Linked DNA regions of Sus scrofa: region 2 is linked to region 1. A link is a contact called in public Hi-C data. All regions are on one chromosome and are shown on one strand. Each heading gives the region's core, a stretch centred on a gene start, on an enhancer-like site or on the middle of the called end of the contact. The rest is flanking DNA. Distances are from core to core; before and after follow the strand shown. Region 1 holds the start of LOC110261697 (collagen alpha-1(III) chain-like). Region 2 overlaps LOC102161744 (a long non-coding RNA gene).

The links. A called contact is a pair of places that touch in the nucleus more often than the background predicts.
Region 2: a contact with region 1 is called in a Hi-C map of embryonic fibroblasts, with 2.1 times the contacts expected there. The contact joins the enhancer-like site here to the promoter of LOC110261697 in region 1. A contact is called at or near these places in 1 of 5 promoter capture datasets (fetal liver), 18 of 47 Hi-C or Micro-C datasets (alveolar macrophages, brain, embryonic fibroblasts and 12 more) and 1 of 2 datasets of contacts at active chromatin or transcription factors (skeletal muscle).

Annotation. Positions count from the first base shown.
Region 1 is chr7:2,247,034-2,249,793 of Sscrofa11.1, reverse strand. It overlaps LOC110261697 (collagen alpha-1(III) chain-like), which reads right to left and starts at 1,415. Exons shown (of 3, transcript XM_021099999.1): 1 at 974-1,415; 2 at 180-887. The coding sequence starts at 1,415. It overlaps PXDC1 (PX domain-containing protein 1), which reads left to right and starts at 808. Exons shown (of 6, transcript XM_001928852.5): 1 at 808-1,669. The coding sequence starts at 1,414.
Region 2 is chr7:2,350,736-2,353,495 of Sscrofa11.1, reverse strand. LOC102161744 (a long non-coding RNA gene) reads left to right here. Exons shown (of 4, transcript XR_001297664.2): 4 at 1-2,760. Among named protein-coding and RNA genes, the nearest start is that of PRPF4B, 30 kb to the left of the region's middle. Within about 2 kb of position 1,320, at least 11 of the 83 cell types and tissues checked have an H3K27ac peak or open chromatin away from gene starts, as enhancers often do. A contact at or near this core is called in embryonic fibroblasts and skeletal muscle, where this site is marked.

The DNA of each region.
Region 1 (2,760 bases), core at 166-2,665:
GGGTGAGGTCCCTGCAGCCTCTGGAACCAACTTGCAGTTCTTGAACTAACTTCCGATTCTGGACCTATCGTTCGAAATTTCTTCCCAATTAGGAACAGCGTGAGGAGCAGGCCGCTGTGAACCAGAGTTCTGCAGGCGGGCGGCTTCCCCGGGTCCGCTTCCGAAATCCCCTCGCTCACCTAGGGCCCCCGCTGCCGCGGGGATGCTCTTTCCCACCGCGGGTCGGTCCCACTTCTCAGCAGGGAGGTCCCCTCTCCTTTTGGAGGGCGGCCCCTCGGCTGGCTGGCGCGGGCCTGTCTGTCCCGCCGCGTCCCCGTCTGTCTCCAGCCGCGTCCGGGCCAAGGCCAGGCAGCGGCGCGACTGGAATGCGCGGGGGCCGCGGGGCGGGGGCCGCCCCAGCCCGGCCCGGCCCAGGGTGGATGGGGGGGCGGCGCGCAGTGGAGAACCTGGCAGACGGTCCCGGCGCCAAGTCCCCGGAGCCCGTGCGCCCCGCCCTCGCCCCCCGCCCGCACACGTGCCACTGCCACCCCCTCGCGGGCCGGGTGGGGCGCGCAGGATCGAGAAACGGAAAGACAAGAGTCTCCCCAGGAACCCGGCGGGCACAGGCCGGCCGGCCCTCCCACCCCCAGTCTCGTCCAGTCCGGGCCGGCGGCTCGGGACCCGGAGCGGAGGGGGGAGGCGGGAGGCGGGGCCGGCGCTGGGGTTTCCGCCCCGCCCGGCGGCCGGGGGTCCCCGCGGCCCCAGCAGCGCGGGCTCGGGAGGCGGCGCGGGGCGCGGCGGCCAGGCCACCCCTCCGCGCGCGGCGTGTCCTCTTGCCTGGAGGCGGGGAAGGCGGAGGCGGCCGCGGCCTCGACGTCGGCGACCGCGCCGCCCGCGATGGGAAGTGCCTTATAAGCCTCGGCTCGGCCGGCCCCGCCGCTCGTAGCCTCGCCCTCCGGGAGAGCGCGCGGAGGCCCGGCCGACATCCGCAGACCCGCTCCGCCGCGACCCCGGGCCGGGACGGACCCGGACTCGAGCAGGCCTCCTACCGACCCGGTCTCCGGACGGAGCCCAAACGGACCCCGGCCCCAAGTAGACCTCGGAGGGGCGCCAGCCCGGGACTGAGCCCGGGCAGACCCTGACCGACTCCGGCTCCGGACAGATCCCAGGTCTCTTCGACTCTGGACAGACCTCGGACGGACCCCGGCGCCGGACCGACCCCAGGCCGGGCAGACCCCGGCTCCGCGCAGATCCCGGACCGATCCCGGCGCCGGACGGACTTCGGGCGGACCCCGGCCCTGGATTGACCCCGGCTCCGCGCAGATCCCGGGCAGATACAGGCGCCCGACGGACTCTGGGCGGACCCCGGCCCCGGGCTGCCCCCGGCCCGGGCGGGCGCGCCCCCTGCCGGCCGGGGCATGCGCGGCCCGCGGCATGGCCTCGGCGGTGTTTGAGGGCACGTCGCTCGTGAACATGTTCGTGCGCGGCTGCTGGGTGAACGGCATCCGCAGGCTCATCGTCAGCCGGCGCGGCGACGAGGAGGAGTTCTTCGAGATCCGCACCGAGTGGTCGGACCGCAGCGTGCTGTACCTGCACCGCAGCCTGGCCGACCTGGGCCGCCTGTGGCAGCGCCTCCGCGACGCCTTCCCCGAGGACCGGCCGGAGCTGGCGCGCGCGCCGCTGCGCCAAGGTGGGCGCGGGCCCGGCCTCGGGGCTGGGCTCTCGGGGCACTGGGTGGGAGTCGGGGACCGGGGGGAGGGTGCGGGCTCCTTCGACGTGCAGGGAGAGGGGCTCCGCCTTCCCCCAGGCGAGGGGCGCCCGGGCCGCAGTGGCAGCGGCAGGAATCCGCACATCGGCACCGTGGCCCCTGGCCGAGGCTGGTTGCCTTGACCATCACCAAGGTCAACCACCGTCCAGCGCTGGCCGCGGCAGGAGGGGCGGGGGGACGTTTGGGAGAGTTCAGCGCAGCGTCCGGCGGGGGTCGCGCCGTGTCTGGCAGCCCCTTCGCGGTCCTAGCCGGGCAGGGCCGCGCCCCTTGTCCCTGCTGACCGACGTGCGAGGTGCCACGTGGCCTCTGTCATTCCAGGAGGGGCCCCGCGGGGTGCGTCCGCATTCGGGTTTGATTAACCCTGGCCGCCTCCTCCCGAGCCTTGTGACTTTCCTGGCTCTTGGGGACTCGAGTTTCAGAGAACTGGGTGGCTTCCCACTTCCTACTCGCGGGCTGGCGTTTGGAGGCCGCGGAGAGGAGGTTGGAGGGGAGGAAGCCAGACCCGAGGTTGAGAAGGAGGGACTGGGTCAGCCCCCCACCACACCTGTGCGGCCACCTGCAGCTCTGAGACTCTGTGACGCCTCCCAGAGCCGTCCTTTAAGCAGGGCCTGGGCACTTTTGGGGGCACTTCCTGAAGAGACATAGTTTACGGAGGGTCCCCATTTACCGAGGGTCTCCGAAGCTGCCTGTCTGCCTGAGGTCTTGCGGTCTCCAGCCCCCCTGGTGACAGCCTCACCCCAGCCTGTGAATTCTGTGGATAATTAGCTCATTCTCATGACACATCCTCTGGCAGATGCGTCACTTGGACAGGTTCCCGAAGCCAGAGGGTTTGCAGGCCCTGAGTGAGACCGCCTGCTCCTGGCCTGGCACTTGTGGCTGCTCTGGGGGTGGTTCAGTAGCGTTTCAAGCAGGGCAGCAGTTTACCTTGATTTACTCCTTGGCTGTGTGAGTTATTATATTTTTAATTTAGCAAATGAAGGTCCAAGCCCAGGAAACTTAGACTGAAGGAACAA
Region 2 (2,760 bases), core at 71-2,570, 100 kb before region 1:
AGCGGTTTCGGGCAGAAATCATACATGTGTGAACAGTCAATACTGCATTCAGAAGGACTGTGTTCAAAAAGAGTGTTCCGGGGACACTACTCAGTGGTGTGTAATATGTGAAACAAGAATGGGTGTGTGTATATATATATCTGATTCACTTTGCTGTACACCTGAAACTAATCCAACCTTGGAAGTCAACTAGAAAATTAAAAACAAAAACCAAAAAATACTGTTCAGTTTTTAAAGTATAAAGTTTCATGTCAACACGTTGTAATAAACACATGCACTTTCACTGACAGGGAGCAGAAGTAAAACTCACTTTTCCTCGGAACAGTCGGTGTGCTTATCACGCTTCCTCTCAAGCCTGGTCCAGCTGTGCACACTCCGGCGCTTTTCGGGGTGTTGCAAAGCCTTTGCACAGATGCCTTTGAATTTAGCCTCGTGAGATAATTTCAAGTGGGATGCGGTGGGGGGGGGTGAGCTAGAGAAAGACCATCTCAGAATTAATGCTAAGGCCAAATTATGGAAAAGTAGTGCAGCTTTTTAGAAAGTCAGAGTCGTGGTTAACTTATACTGTATTTCTCAATGAGAATACAAAAAGCTTAATTTGAATATTAACTGCTGGTCTGAGTGCAGAAAGCTTGGCTGGTGGCTGATCATCAAGCATTTAGTGACTTTCCCACCTGGTGTCACCCCTGTTTTGCTTGAGGCTCAAATTCTCTCTCTTTTCCTCTTTTTCTTTGGTATCTCCTCCCCTCCCCTGACCAATTTCAGAGGTAAATTATCACTAATATGTAATTATTATTAATTTATAAATGCTTGTGGCTGAAACATAAAATAACACTAAAAAGGAAAACTCTGTAATCTTAACTTCTAGATACTTTTACGAGTATTTTACCATCCATAATTCCTTTTTTCTTACCAATTGGGGTTCATACTATGTAAATTAGTGTACAGGTTTTTGTATGTATCTTGAATTTACATGCTAGTATTTATAAATGTTCTTCCTTATTTGTCATTTTGTAGCTGTCCTCGTAGATAACATACATTTTGCTTCCTTGTCTTTTTATAAAAACACCAGTGATACATTTGTTGGCTAAAGGAATGCATCATTCAACTTCTTACGTGCAGACTGTCTCAAGTTTCGATTACAGATACATTAGGAAAGATTACTGTGTATAATGTGTTTTCATTTTAATGGGTTCATGTGCAAGCTACTATTTAATCCCTTGATGCAGTTACTAAGTAGCGTAGATTTCCAAACTGTGCGCCCAAAGCGTGTCTGCTTCATGAATCACCTCTCCATCCGTTGATGTTCTCCGGGGATGAAGGACAAAGCCCTGCTTTTGTGTTCCCGCTTCCTCTTCTCCAGCCCTCCTGTCCTGCTATTTTGTTCTCGCATAGCCTGCTTCTTTTACGCTCAGGAAAGAACGTCTATGCAGGGCTTAACCCAACAAAGCCTGGCACCGGCAGGGCTGGCACAGAATCAAGGGGAGTCTGTGAAAGACTGTGGCTTAAACGTTCAGCGCTTCCCTCGCTGACTGCACTTGGATTAGGCAGAGCAGGACGGCCAGGCTGACCGCGCTCTCGTCCAGCCCCAGGCAGCTTCCTTATTGTGTAAGCAGATTTATGCACATCCTATCCCCAGGCTGGCTTCACTGCGGAACCAAAAGATAAGGGGCCTCAGCCCGCATACCCTTTATTTTTATTCGTAGGCACATTTTCTAGGATTATTAGTCTAAGTTGTAATGAACACAATAACATTTATGTATCTGGAATGAGCCTTTTGCCTCAGAAAGACATTGGCCAACATGTTAATACTAAAAAAATGCCAACCGGCAATTAAATTGGTTTTTTGTTTTTTTGTTTTTTGTCTTTTTGTCTTTTTGTTGTTGCTGTTGTTGCTATTTCTTGGGCCGCTCCCGCGGCATATGGAGGTTCCCAGGCTAGGGGTCAAATAGGAGCTGTAGCCACTGGCAACGCGGGATCCGAGCCGCATCTGCAACCTACACCACAGCTCACGGCAACACCGGATCCTTAACCCACTGAGCAAGGGCAGGGACCGAACCCGCAACTTCATGGTTCCTAGTCGGATTCGTTAACCACTGCGCCACGACGGGAACTCCTGTTTTGTTTTTTAAAACAATTTCGAAGTGGTTTTTTTTTTTTTTTTTTTTGGTCTTTTTTTAGGGCACTCCTGCGGCATATGGAGGTTCCCAGGCTAGGGGATCTCTTTAGAGCTGTAGCTACCAGCCTACACCACAGCCACAGCAACACCAGATCTGATCCGCGTCTGTGACCTACACCACAGCTCACGGCAACGCCGGATCCTTAACCCATTGAGCGAGGCCAGGGATCGAACCTCTGTCCTCATGGATGCTAGTCAGATTTATTTCCACTGAGCCAGGACGGGAGCTCCTGCCTTGGCCTTCGGAGAGGCCTGCTCTGTTTGCTTGGCGTTCAGGATGATGTCACACTTTCTCGGGGCAGCTGCCACGATGCCAGCGAATAGTTTACCTGCCAATTGGTTAGCCTTCAAACGGCGCCAGTGAGCACCCTGCTTGCTTCAGCGGCTTTGGGGAAAGATCTCAGTTGCCTGCATCTGGGTCTGCTTTCCCGTGCTGGGGTTTATTCGTTTTGTGGTTTTTTTTGAGGAACCTGTTGACACACCCTACTTAGATACCCAGAGGCGAACGAGTCATGCCTGGCCAACAGCGCCTCGGCATGGACGTGCGTGTTGCCAGTTACGTGCCATGCAGACGACCCGGG